2 separate regions of the Anas platyrhynchos genome follow, and region 2 is linked to region 1. The links are chromatin contacts, called in public Hi-C maps. All regions are on one chromosome and are shown on one strand. The core of a region is the stretch at or near the end of the contact, and the rest is flanking DNA. Distances in the headings are between cores, read along the strand shown. Region 1 overlaps ATP9A (ATPase phospholipid transporting 9A (putative)). Region 2 holds the start of SALL4 (spalt like transcription factor 4).

Evidence for each region. A called contact is a pair of places that touch in the nucleus more often than the background predicts.
Region 2: a contact with region 1 is called in a Hi-C map of liver, with 2.6 times the contacts expected there. The contact joins the promoter of SALL4 here to the enhancer-like site in region 1. A contact is called at or near these places in 2 of 8 Hi-C or Micro-C datasets (liver and skeletal muscle).

What each region holds. Positions count from the first base shown.
Region 1 is chr21:10,808,845-10,816,077 of IASCAAS_PekinDuck_T2T, forward strand. It overlaps ATP9A (ATPase phospholipid transporting 9A (putative)), which reads right to left. Exons shown (of 28, transcript XM_027442931.3): 15 at 3,377-3,538. Among named protein-coding and RNA genes, the nearest start is that of NFATC2, 27 kb to the left of the region's middle. Within about 2 kb of position 3,472, at least 2 of the 8 cell types and tissues checked have an H3K27ac peak or open chromatin away from gene starts, as enhancers often do.
Region 2 is chr21:10,872,962-10,880,194 of IASCAAS_PekinDuck_T2T, forward strand. It overlaps SALL4 (spalt like transcription factor 4), which reads right to left and starts at 3,664. Exons shown (of 5, transcript XM_038166392.2): 1 at 3,080-3,664. The coding sequence starts at 3,149.

The sequences.
Region 1 (7,233 bases), core at 2,222-4,721:
GCATACATGCATGTTCAATAAAAACATTTTATTTGACAGTTACTGATTTTTAAACTGTTTTTTAATGCAAATGTAAACCCTGCTCAAAGATAGTATTTTGGAATATACAGGAACATGCTAAGGTAACACTCAGGCAGCCAGCATCTGCTACTTCAAACCTGGCTCCGCACAGGGTGCATAGGAGGCTGTACAGTGGCTTAGCAGCAGCTCACAGCTGCAAAATAAAGACACTTCGCTACCAAGCATGATGGAGGAGGCAGTGCTTCTATGAGCAATACAAACCTGTTTTACAGGCTTAGGATCTGGGCCTGATATTGCTCCCACTGACCACCAGTGGGAGTTTTGCCATTTTCTTCAGCAGTACTACATTAAATACAGAAATGCACAATAGGAAACTTTTTCTTCCTAAATGGGAGGAATGTAGCTCATGGTCGTTTTAAAAGGCACAAGCTTCAGATCACTGACTTGCATCTTGTCATTTTATCATACATAAAGGGGGGGAAAAAAGATCTCCTTTCTACTTAGATACTTTTCTACCTGCGGAAGGATCATTTTTTCAGGGCTAGGGAGGTGATCGTCCCCCTGTACTCGGCTCTGGTGAGGCCGCACCTCGAGTACTGTGTTCAGTTTTGGGCCCCTCGCTACAAGAAGGACATCGAGGTGCTTGAGCGGGTCCAAAGAAGGGCGATGAAGCTGGTGAGGGGCCTGGAGAACAAGTCCTACGAGGAGCGGCTGAGGGAGCTGGGCTTGTTCAGCCTGGAGAAGAGGAGGCTCAGGGGCGACCTTATTGCTCTCTACAGATACCTTAAAGGAGGCTGTAGAGAGGTGGGGGTTGGCCTGTTCTCCCACGTGCCTGGTGACAGGACGAGGGGGAACGGGCTAAAGTTGCGCCAGGGGAGTTTTAGGTTAGATGTTAGGAAGAGCTTCTTTACTGAAAGGGTTGTGAGGCATTGGAACAGGCTGCCCAGGGAGGTGGTGGAGTCACCATCCCTGGAAGTCTTCAAAAGACGTTTAGATGTAGAGCTTAGGGATATGGTTTAGTGGGGACTGTTCGTGTTAGGTTAGAGGTTGGACTCGATGATCTTGAGGTCTCTTCCAACCTAGAAATTCTGTGATTCTGTGATTCTACTTTTTGTTAGATGAGAAAGAATTTCAGAGCATCCGTTTCTCTGCTGAGCACGCAATCACAATTTAAAAGAAGTGTTTTCTTGTTCTGATGGTTAGCCCACTTCTTAATCTTTTGATAAAACAGTTCCTCAAAAAAAAAAAAAAAAAAATACTTATCATAAGCAATGGTAGGGAAAGGTTTTTTTATTCCTCCATCTTTTATTGCTCATCTTTTTCTTTTAGGACTCAAAAAGGTTGCCTGAAGGCTCCAAATCACTTTTACCATTAAAAAAAATAGTCCAGCTCAAGAAATCATGCTTGCTGTATTTAGAGGTACATGTGCTATCCTTGCTGCAGCTATCCTCCCATGCAGCAGGACACATTTGTGGGACTCTGTGTTAAAACACATTCAGTCAGGTCTCTACACTCACAGATTTAACACACTGATTACTTTGTACAAGCTCAGCCTATCAGCACATTTCAACCAGCATTCCTGCCCTCAGGCATGTTTTAATATTCCAAAGCCTGGAACAACTTGAAATACATATTTGTGCCACTGTACTGAGGCCTGCAATCCAGCACTTAAAAGCAGTTCCTTGAGTAACGGGAGATCCAGGTCCAAAATACACAGGTGGAATAATGCAAATACAGCCATTTGCAAGAGCTTTAATGAATTTCAATCTGTATGAAACACAGATTGTCAAGCATGGGTTTGCAAAAGCTATTGTGTGCACGTTACAGTTCCATCTTTATCACCCATATTCCTGTTACTGAGAGATTTGAAGTTCTCCGTGACATTATTCCTCCATGACGTTGTTTCTGACAGAGGCTGTGTTCTGCAAGACAGCCAGAGAAGTTCAGATTTGTGAAGCCTCCAAACATCAGCCAATGAAGCAGACCAAATAAATCTGCTATGGAAGAGGCCCATGTACACTACCCTGGTCCCAGCTGCTTCTAATGACAACAAAGACTATTCCAACTACTGTTTTATAATTTAAAATATGAGGCAGAAGATAATATTACACTCTCTTTCCAGATACCCCCAAATAAATATGCAGCAACCTAGTTTTAGCACAAAGCAAAAGGAGGTAAGGATCAACCTTACCCATTCTCCCCACCCTAAATAACAAGGCTGCAGATCCTGTGCAATGATACAGCAAATCATATCTTGCCCTGGATTATAGGTTTCCTATTCATGTTTTAAATTCCTGGCACCAATTATATGTCTGTACTTTCAGTAAAAAAAAGTAACAGCAATGTTTTAATTATCTCCAAAAGAAATATTCAAACCGCTTCACCTTGTTTGCTTTGCAGGAAAATGGAAGTGCCTTGCTTCAGCTGGGTTGATTTATTTTTCTAACATTGATTTCCTAGCAGTATCTGGAAAACTAATGATGATAATGGTGATAACTCATTTCTACTGTTTTTAAAAGATCCATGCTTTCTTATTCTTTCTTTTTCAAGGTAATTAACTTCTGGAAGTGTGATCTTCTATTGCATTTGCAGACAGAATAACAAATATGCACAATTTCAGCTGGGCACATATTTAGCCTGTGCAGTGCCTGCCCCTGCTGATAAAATTATCTGCGTGCACAGATGTACCCTTTTACCTTAACTCAGCTATTTTCGAATTCTGCTCATGATACAACATTCTCAGCATGGCTTTGAGATGTTAAACAGCTCAGAAAGACCTCCACCATTCTCTGCAGCTACAGCAAGTGCCCTCTCCAGCAGTCTTGTACTTCCACAGTGTCTGACAGAGTTTCAGCACCTGGCAGAGATCAGGGCAGCACCGCACTACCACTACCAATCTGCTGAACTTGTTTGCTGTGGCATCAGTCCACAACCCCTCACTCCTTCTCAGTTGTTGCTGTCTCTATCTCCCCCTGTTGTACCACCACAACTGCTGCAGAGACTGAGCACAAGCTGGACCCACGGCTGAAATCCAGGATAGAAATTAAAAACATGAGCAGGAAGGAGAAGCCAGAGGCAGACAGAGCCATGGAGGACACGCACACAGTGCCTGAAGCTTCAGCTCACTCCTCCCTTTTCTTGTCAGTTTGAATGAGGGACTAAAGTTCAATAAATTGAAGATGAAGGAAAGGATACATCACCAAACTAACCCAGCAGCGAGATGCTATTAGCTCAAAACACAGAACCAGTTTATAGCCTGAGGAAGCACACCACTCCTGAGAGCAAATGTTTTGTACCTTCCACATTATATTCACAGGAGAATCACAGACAGAAGCGTGTAACTGAAGCCACTCACCCGGACGATTATCCCCATGCGCTTGCTCTCATAAGTGAAGGGGAAGATCTGGAGGATGGTGAAGTTCAGGATGTGGCCGCCTGGTGTCCTCAGCTGCATGGAGGACTGGTCTCTGCCCACCAGTGTTAAGCCCACACTCTCGGTCCACTGCACCAGGGCCACCTGAGAGGAAAGGCACAGCAGGTTGTAATCTGCTCTGAAACTTATGCTGTATCATGAATTAAAACCGTTCACGGAGGCAGAAAGGGAAATGCCAGTCCAGGCCTAGCACCCTGACCATGGTTCTGGGTCAGGCATGTAGGTAGAGCCCAAGTTTTCCAGAAAAACTGGTGGGCTGTGGATCATCAGGCTGCTGAAATCTCCACCTAATGTTAATGATACATTTTTTACACAGGTGCTCGGGTACAGCTGGATATAACGGGCTTTTCCTGACACTGAGCCTTCACTAAGAGTAATTCTGTGGTTTGGGCGGGCCAGCTCCTGAATCAGCTGCAAAGCCTTCCTAGGCCCTTAGCAGGAGGTGGCCGCCGGCTCCCTGCTTCTGGCTGCAGTGTCCAGAAGGAAAACATCCAGCAAACGGAGGCACCGGTACCCTCTGCCCAGCTCCAGGGCGCCCAAACCTCTGTAGGGGCCCATTAGTAAAATCTGTTTACAAACACCTAACTTGTTGAATGTGCTGTTTCAAAACTTGCTGTTTATGAAATCAAGAATTCAATGTGATGCTTTCACCCTGGATTTACAGTATCAAAGCCTGAAATGCTAATGCAGAGATCATTAAAAATTCACATGGAAAAACAAAGGAAAACAAGCTCCCTGTTGTACTCGGTTTGGTAGTAACAGTTCATCAGCAATTTGCAATCTCTGTACTGAGCAGCAAAACAGATGAAGGCTGGCTCGCAGGCACTTTTTAGCAGAGCTCCTCTGCCCCACACATTAAAATAAACAAATTAATAACAATAATTAAAAAAAAAACTGTTTTTCAACACACAGTAATACTCAGTTGAGCTTATACAACTATCATTTTGACTGCTGCTTTCCGTATTTGAGGACCTGCAACATTGATTTCCTTACAAGCATTCACTAAATTACAACCAAGTCACAACAGAAGACCAAAGACTTCATTTTGCTCCCCCAGCGCTGCCCCCATCTCCCCACCTCAGCTGACATAGCCACCTAGGAATGATCCTGCTGAGATACAGGCATTTCACTCTAGAAGCTGTCCTGGCAGTAACGGATGGGAGCAGCAGCTGACATAAGCCCATATATCACGTGCCTACAGGAAGGATCAAGGGATAGTTTCCCCAAACAAATACAAAATACTAGAAGTTTTTTACAGTGACGTTCTCAAGAATGTGAGAATGTGTGGCACATGGTTGCTGCTGACTTGAAGGTTAATTACTCCTTGGGCATTTCAGGTTCTGCTTTTACTGCCTATTCCCACAAATACCTTACATAAAAGTGAGATTTATTTTGGGAAATCACATACACTAGGATACAGATAGAAATGAAATCTATAAATACTTGCATCGACTCAAGGTTTTACTAGGAAAGTTGATACAATTGGTCTAATCAGACAATCTTTTATATCTCGGCTCCCTTTCATCCACAATTAGGTTTAAAAAACAACCTAAAATAAATCCTTTTCTTTCTTAAGGTAGTCTTAAATCATCAGATGAAAAAAAAAAATTAGCTGAGTTGCCTTTGTCTTTAAAGGCCTTTAAATCAATATTTGTTTTAATACTAGCAAGTTTTTGCAGGCTTATTCACAAAGGTTACAACAAATCAAAGGATCTTTCAAGATTCTTTTTCAAAAGTTTCTTCAAGACATCCTTAGTGCATTAAAGGGTGCAGTTGGATAATCCTCCTAACTACCTCTCAGAGCAGAGATTGAGCTCAGGTTTCTAATACTCTGGTTAATAATGATTGAGAATTTTTCACAGTGTGATGTTAACACAAGGACTTGCTTGGTGTACATAGCACTAGATGCTCATCTGCCCATGTTGGTGAGCTACAAATGTCTGAAGACATAAAGCTCTGCTCCCACCTCAGGCTGTTAAAGCATCTCCATTGCTACTTTCTTTCACAGATTCCTCATTCCCTGCCAGCATCTCACTTCAATTCTATGTCAGGAAGCATTCAAACCTCCTAAAAGAAAAGCCCAGCACACAGTAGCAACTGGAAGAGCAGCAGAGGATACCTGCTATGCTGCACACATCATACTGCAAACTAACTGCATTTCCCTGTGCGCCACCACTCATTTCGGATGGCCCTGAGACTACAAAAAGGCATGTCGGCAGAAGGGGAAGAGTAATGAAGGAAATCCCCCCTCTCCCTTGCTGCTGGGCCCAGGAGCACTACTTCTTTCAGCCCTCAATGGCCCTCCAGGTGAAGCCCATTCAGCACGGGGAAGTGGGGCTGACCCCTTTTAACTTGTCACCTCCCAGCCTCTGCAGTGCTTCGCGAATTAACAGAGAGGAAAAGTGATATCATTTTGAAGTGTTCCCATCAGAGCCACTGCAAGCACTGAAATTGCCATTCCCATTCACCACAAAGCACAACGTGCTCAGCCCTGAACACTGCAGGACGACACCAAGGACACCAGGCCACCAGTTCTCCTGCAGGGCCGGGGCATCTGGCCAGGCAACGTGCTTCCAGAGCGGCATGGGCCAGAAAAACTTTACTCTGCACCCCATAAATCGGTAACTGGAAGGCTCCTGGTCACAGCAAAAAGATGCGAAACACGGAAGATGCAAAGATACGTTGACAGCTTTAACCAGGATGGAAACCACTCATACACCTTTTCATGAGCCCATGCTGACTGATGAGAAGTCAGAAAGGTTCCTGAGAGCTCTCTGGGAGTTCGTAGCTCTGTCCTGGCCAAGTCAGACAAAGATCCGTGCATTACAGAGCAGAGCAGCTACGGGAGCCCGCCGTACCATCCCCTCAACTTTGTTCTTTCTGACAATTAAATTACCCAAGCCACCACCAAAGTGGATATCGACTAATAAATTTCATTCCAAAGGGACAAATTGATCCTTCTGTGCTATGAGTTGCTCTACAAACGTCCCATTTAGGGTTGCCTAGGCACACAGACAACAGGCAGAAACCCATTGATCGGAGCACCCTTTCATGTCCTGGCAGCTGCGGTGGGCTGTCAGGGTTAAAGACTGTTTGCCCAGGAATCCCAGGCACTCTTATCTCTGATCAGATTATATCTATTTCATTTCCCCTGTTAGTTACTGTATGGCTACAACTGACACGCTTGCAGAGCCCCAAGGCTGTAACTGATACCTGAATAAAGATACTTGAAGTCTTCTAAATAGCAGTGTGCACAGGAAACAAATTTAGGAAATCCTGCTTTCTGTTACAGGAAATGAATCCTATGCCAACTGGTAGAAATTACCCTTGCTGTTAAAGTAAAGAGAATACAAGTTTTTGTACTCATTTCATAAACTGACCTTCCCTGCCATGGTAATATTTTATTGATATAGAATTTCAAAGGCTGGCTTTAACAGGAGTCCAAAGCCATTCCCCTACAGGGAATGTTATTTAACAGCATCACTCTCTTCTCAAGGACTTGACTTGTGCTGATCCTGCATATTGTACCACCTAGTATAACATACACAGAGCACGTCTAAACAATATTTGTATATTTAAGACCTACAGACGAGATTTCCTCAATGCAGCAAAGCATATCTGATTTCTGAACCCACTGTAATTCTCTACTTAAGACACCACAAGAAAGAAAAAAGAACTTAAACAATAATGTTGGTAGGATTAGTTATCATGCTATAGTAAAATAAACAAACAAACAATAATCCCTTAGGTATTTGAGACAAATTGCTCCATAAATATTT
Region 2 (7,233 bases), core at 2,414-4,913, 64 kb after region 1:
CCGGGGCTCAGCCTCCGCCGCCGCGCACCCACCTGCGCTCCGCATCCCCGAGCATCACCCCCCTTCTTGGGGCTTTGAAGGAAAAGGTGGGGGGGCTCCTCCAGAAGCTGCGGGTAGCCCAGCAGCCTCCCCCCCGGAGGCAGCGGTAGAGGCCGCCCTCGGCCCTACCTGCTCGGCGGCGGAGCCTCCGCGGCTCTCGGTCCTCCCAGCAGCGCGGCCGCAGCTGGAAGCAGGGCGGCCCCGGAGCACACTTAACACTAGTACAGTGTTTAAGACCCGGCTAAACGGCGCAAACCCCGCTGCCAAGGTCAATTGCATGAGAGTCCTAATTGTGAGCCTGACATCAACTTACCACCCACGGCAAGCGGGAGGAGGCAAAGGTTAGAGCAGCAGCTCTGTCAAAACGTCACATGCCGCCGAGCCCAGCCGGGCTCCGGCACTACAACCACTCTAATGTTTCACTTACGTAAAAGGAAAAACAAGCGGGCATCGCCCACCCCCGGGCACCCTCACCCTTCACACCGCTCCCGGGTCCCCCCTGTCCCGGCCCGACTCATGCTTATCCCGCTCCCAGCCCGGCCAACGGGCGAGTTCCGAGAAATAATAATAATAATAATTAATAAAAATCAGAGCAGCACTACCGAGCAACTTCGCTCTCCTCCTCGCTCAACACCTCCCTCGCGGCATCAACACGGCTCGACCTGAGATTGGAATTAAGGGAGAATCTCCAAATTTTTTTTTGTCCGGAAAAAAAGTTGCCGGTTCATACTGTATTTTTAAGAACGAACCCGATTATTTTTTTTTTAATGGCAGCAATCCAACACAATGGGCATTTTCAAGCCCTTTGTGAAAATGCTAATTTTCGCTGTGTAGTATTATTCTCCGGTGACCACCTGCTGATTTTTTTGACCTGTTAATTGATCCTCAGGTTAGCAGAACCGTTTCTCAACGTGCCGCATTGTTCGCAGAGGTGGGTCCCAAATCGCTTTGCACAAAAAAAAAAAAAAAAAAAAAAAAGAGCACTTGCGAAGGAGATAAGGGCTTGATTTTATTATTACGATTGTGTATATACCCGATAATGTCCCAGACAAATCCCTGGGCTATTTCGACTTTGTTATGCAGCTTCATCACTTGGTATTTACGGACACACCTGGAGCGGGGAGGACGGGGCCGGGCAGGGAGATTTGCGGGCGATAAGAGCCGCGGGTGTCGCAGCCGCGAGGTGGCTCTCCGAGAGCGGCCACCGACACCGGGGGTGGCACCGGGGGGCCCCCGGTAGCGCCGCTCCCCTTGCGGCGAGCGCCTCGACCCCAAAAAGGAGCCCCTACCTCCACCCCCCGGCCCATGCAATCGCTGCTCCGGCTCCTGGAGAACGGGGGGGTAATTTTCATCCAGGGTTTTGTTGTTAAAAAGAGAAAAAATAAATAAAAAAGCCCCCCCACCAAGCGCACAGCAGCTGCCCGCTGCCCAGAGGAGCGGTGCCGAGCGACCCTCCCTCCCCTCCCCGCACGCCCCCCCGCCCCAAGCGGGCCGCATCAGGAGTTATTAACCCTTTTGTTTCAGCGCAGCCCCGGAGGTGCCTTTCCAGCAGTGGGCAGAGATTTACATGTGGAAACATCACCTCCATCCCCCAACCTAACCATATGCACAAAGGAAAACAGTCATGCATTAAACATGGGATTTATTGCCTTCTGGCCAGCTTGCCGATTCTTAAGTCACCATTAACCGGACCCAACAATCGCACATTTCGAATCAAAGAAGAGAGGGGGGAGGAGGAAAAAAAAAAAAAAATTAAGAGCCCGAACCTCCTGCGGTTTGGGAATCAGCAGCTCCTGTAACGTGCGCTGGTATCGATCAACTCCAGGCACGGAAAAACCCCACACGAAACCAGCCCTTTAAAAAGGCAGAACCCCCCCCAGAAAGTTCGGGGGGGCACCTACAGAAGTACTCGGGCTGCTAAGACCCAGCCTCAGCCTCCCCTTCCCCACCCGCGACGCGCCCCCACGCGCTCCCCGGGGGTCGCAGCGCCTCCGGGGACCGCGAAACCTCCCCCCGCGGGGAAGTGCCCCTGAAACTTGCCCCCCAGCCCCGGCCACAAGGGTGTTAACAGAAGGGTGAGAGCCCCTGCCCGAGCCCAGGGTGCCGGGACGATGCTGCGGGGCACGACCGCCCCGACCCTTCCCCGCTCCCATGGGGAACAGGGGCAAACAACTGCCCCCCCTCCACCCCTTCCCCTGCACGCCCACCCAGCGCTCCGGAATAATTTTGAGTTCAAATCGAGACTTTTCCTCTTCCCTTCGCAAGGGAGAGTGCTGCGAGCTCCCCGAAAAGGAGGCACCGTGATTTGCGGGAGCACAAATCCCCCCCGCCACCCAAATACAAAGCGCTCACGCACACCCCACATTAGCTCACCGGAGTTATTTTAGGAAGTCGGAAATCAAAGATGGCTGGAGGTCAAGCTACAAAAGGTCCAGGGCGATTGTGATCTCCAACAAAAATAGTCCGAACGCTTTTTTTTTTTTTTTTTTTCTCGAAAAACCCCACAAAAAAAATCTTCATAGAACTACCGAGAAAGTCTTAAATAGAGAAATCGGGGAAACCTACCTCGAGTCATTTCCTACCCCTGAGAAGACGGTTCGCAATTCCTTCCTCTTTCCCCCCTTACTCTCCCCCCCCCAAAAAAAAAAAAAAATCCTTTCCGCCCCAGGCAATTTGGGGTTCGCCTCCCGTGGGGCTGCGCCCCGAGCGCGCACCCCACGCGGGGACCCGCGCGAGTTCCGCGGGACCAGGGTGCCCCCGTGAGGGGGGTTGGGGAGGGGGGGGACATTGGGGGACCCCCTCGGGCAGCGCTGCAGGGCAGTCCCAAGCCGAGCCCCCCCCCCAGGGAAACACCGAGCCCCCCCAGCCCGCGGAACAACTCCAGGGATGTAAGCGCCCCAAAAAAACAGCGAGGAGCCTGTGGGACCCAGGGTGGGGGTGAAACACGAGGGTTGAAAAATTCCCCCCCCCCCCAGCAAGAGCCCCTCTGCCTCCTCCGCGCATCAGCAGGGCTGGGGGGCGCCGGGGCTGCGCGCCTTACCACTTGCAGCATCTGGGGGCTGCTCCTCGGAGTTGATGTGCTGGGGCTTCGCCTGCTTCCGTCGCGACATGGTGCACCAGCATCGGGAGCAAAATAGTAGCAATTATTTTTCCTCTTCACAACAAATTCCTAGAGTTGGGAAATTACCCCCATTGGGCGGAATGCGCATGTCAGAGTAATTATGATTATCAATAATGCATTGCGATTTATCATGGGTCCCTGACAGCTGATTGGCCTGAGTCCAAGGGCTCACAGATTATTCAAATAAGGTCCATTGATCAGGGCGCAGCGGGGCACGCTGGGCGATGTAGTCCCGGCACGGCTCGGCTCGGCTCGGCCCGGCCCGGCTGACAAAGGCGTGCGCCCTGCCGGGGGCCGGGGCAGCCCCCCCCGAGCTGCGGGGAAGGGGCAGGATCCGGCCCCCCCGAGTAAACAAGCGAGCCGGCGGGCTGCCGAGGGACAATACCTTTGTTATCTCACCTGCACTTTTTATAGTGTGCTTTGGGAGATTTGGGGTTTCTCCCTAAAGCGGGCAGAAACCCGGGACAATGCTAATCCCAAAGCGGGAGATAAGGTGGGAAAGGAAAAGAGCCCCGATTGTCCGGGGGGGGGGCTAAGCCGGGCTCCCGACGTGGCAAGTTAGGGGCTTTACAGGCGGCTGCAGCCGGCGTTTGTGCAAAATCTGCCCTTAAGTCTCACTTTCTGGGAAGCCGACAAAAGTGAGCCGATAGTATTTTGAAAAGCAAATAAAAAACGTTAGTCATGGAAAAGGTTCACGCGAAAAAAACTTGATGCAAGTGAAAAAATTGTGTTTTGAAAGTGACGACGGGAGCCAGATTGGTTGGGTCAGCACACGGTGGGTCATTTCCAACTTGTCTGATTCCACGTAAAAACGCCCGATTAAATGCTCCCCACGAGAGCCATCTGGGTGGCCCCTGGCGTTTGGTGGCATGCTGGGGGCACAGTCCCTGTGGTTCCCTCGGCTTGCTGCACCCCGCTTTGCTGAGCCTCAGATTTACTTTGCTGCAAAGCCCCAGAGAGTTACAGAGCAGTCACCTCCACCCCTCCGATTCCCACTGAAGCCAGCTGGACATTGCACAAGCAAAAGTGTGAGGCTCCTTAAGCATTTGGAGATGGGGATTGCAAAACCGGGAGGGGGGAAGACTTGATTTCTTTTGTTTTCCTATTGAATCCTCTACAGGGATTTTTTGGTGAGATTGGTTTGGCTGAGAGGTGATTTTGTGGTGAATTCAGATTTAGATTCAAAGTCGGACTCGACCTGCACTTGCCGGTGCGCTTACATTTTGCTAGGATCTGTGCCTCAGTTTCCCTCTTGTAAAATGAGGATGGCATTTCTGCAGCTGTAGAGCTGTTATGAGGGCAAACATCCACGAATGGACCTATAGATTATTTTTTGTGTGTGTCAGGAGGGTGATTTAGGGTGGAAAACCTGAATTTGGGTAGACAGCACAAAGGTTGGGAGGAAACAATAGTACATAACAAGGCCATGCAATTGCCACAGACACGATTGCACAATACTACAGTCTCATTTTACTGGTTAATTCATCAGCATTTGTAACTTTAAAAAACCTGCATTTTGTACATTTATTATATCATAAAGTTTGTGCCTGTGAACACAAACATGCCAAGTGCCTGTGGTATAGTTCAGGTTTGACTTTTTTTGGTGATGCTTCAGGAGGGGGGAGCTGTAGTTTGTACATGACAGCCATGAAAAGATATTAGCGTTGTAGAGCAAGGTAAACAGTGCATCATGATCTCATTAGTTATATATCCTCTTGGGGTTTTGTTTTGTTTTTATAGTGTGTCTTAAGGGGTTCTATTTAGCTAAGGATAATACAAATCTTAGAAAAATTCTTGCAGAGCAGAAGGTATTGCCCTCCTTGGACAATTACTGAACATGGAGGTCAGGGAACAAATTTTGTTTTTCAGGCTGCTTTTCTTGCTGTTTCCTCTGCAAGCAGATCATTGTCTCAGAAACCTCTACTCTTGATGGGGTACTCTGAATGGACATGTTCCATCAGAAACTTTGCGTTTACTAATATAAAATAGAAGAGATTAACAGGTATTTAAAATCACTCTGACCATTTTTATCTGATGATTACTCCACCCTCATGTTTCCCAAAGAGCTTCTATATATTTGTTTGTTTAACCAGCAGTTTGAAATGCTCTTTGTTTCCAAAGTGTGTCCTGAGGAAATAGACTGTTAAACAAGATTGATAGCAATTGATCCACAGATAGGTATTTACATTGATGAATTTTCTCCTTTTACACTTGATATGCTCAGTATAACCAACAGATTTTCATTTATTACACATAATGCTGCCAGCCCACACCAGCGAATTTATTAAACATGCTGTTTTATGTATCAAGCTGAGACAGACAGCCCTGTACAGTAGATCCATATTTAAAATAAGCATCTCATGTGGAGAATTTGTACTGAATTTAAAAGAATATATTATATGAAATCAATGGAAGTTTTGGTATTGATTTCAGAGTACTGGGATTTCAGTTGGTATGGCTCTATCACACTGAGAGCAGAAGGCGTGTTGGAAAGCATTAACAAGAAAAATAAAAAAGCAATGCACATTGCTGTATTTAAGTAGGAGAAAGCATAACTGACTGGAAAATATAGGAAGAGGGGAAATGTGACCAAAAAACTTTTCTCAGAAGGCACCTCCAGCTAGCAGTGATTATAAATAGGCTGTTCTGCATGATTACATCATATGCAAAAGGCATGTAACTTGGCTTTAGCACGATCATATGGATTAGCATGATTACAGCTTCTGGATTTGAAAAATAGCAGGCTTCCTTTTCTGGCTTGACATTTATTTATTTTTTTAAGAAAAGTCCAGAGGAACAATCTTCTACCACCAACAGAGCTGAGGCATCATCTGTGATAGGCATACTTCCAACAGCAGCCCAGCCCCACCCTCGAGGCTGATAAAAGGAAGCTTTTTTAATGCTGTGCATTATGAGCACGTGGAATTCATTGCCACAAGAAACTGCTTCCAGCGGCAGCAACCACGGCTCTGCCCAGCCCTGGAAATTCCTCTCTTCAGGAATGTCATTGACAAATGATTAGGACTGTGGCAGATCTGACAAGTATGTTCATGGTGATACATACATTTATGTATACATGTTGGCATATATACGTGTGTATACATGTAGATATCTCCATACACACACACTAACACCCACCAAGGTAAAGAGTATTTTCTTAAATCCTGTGCTGATCCTATTCTGATTGGTTCAATTTATTTCTGGGAAGGATGTACACATTTACAACGTAATCTTTCTTTCTAAATTTAGAATTTAAATAAAAATATGTCTTTTTCTAAAAAGCTGTGCTGCTACAGGTTACCTACTTTTTTTTTTTTTTTTTTTTTTTAATAGCTTCGAGAGGTAAGGAAAACAAGCCTTGACATACTCCGAGGCACACCAGTTCACTTTCCTCCTGTATTCTTCCCACCACACCTTACTGCAAGCTTTCAGGGCTTATCTCTACTACATGGAAGATGAGTTGAATGTTACCTGTTAGACGTGTTTAGGAAGCCTCAAGTTTGCTGATATGAAGTTGACCATAGCTCTGTAACTAATGTAGATCAGGGTAATTAATGTTCATTGTTGTGCCAGTTAATCAGGATTGAATGTTGAGTCCCAGGCATTAGAATTCAGAACTGGTTAATAAGTATGTTAAATTCCATGTTGGTAAGTATTTTTGACTCCCAAACTAGACTTTACTTGAAACCAAAGTCAGGAGACACACTCCTGAGACAGTTTTTATACCGCAATAACTATGATAATTAAAGGACTTTTTTTTTTTTTCTTCTCCTGCTTTATAACAAAATAAGCATTAAGTCTTTCCACAGTCAGTCTATGCATCCATCTTTCAAATGAGTCTTGAGCCTGCTGCCTGTTTCTGTGCAACCTGACAGCAGGATAGCAGTTTCAAAAAACACGAGTTCTTGGAAACCGTGTGACAATCAGCATCTAAACAGGGAGGAAAGATGCATATTATGTCTTCACTGAAAGAGAGGGCTGTGGTTCAACCCCTACCTGCATGGCAGCCATACCTGCATGGCAGCCAGCAATGAGGCAGCATGTTAGCACTGCTGACCCACCACCCAATTTGT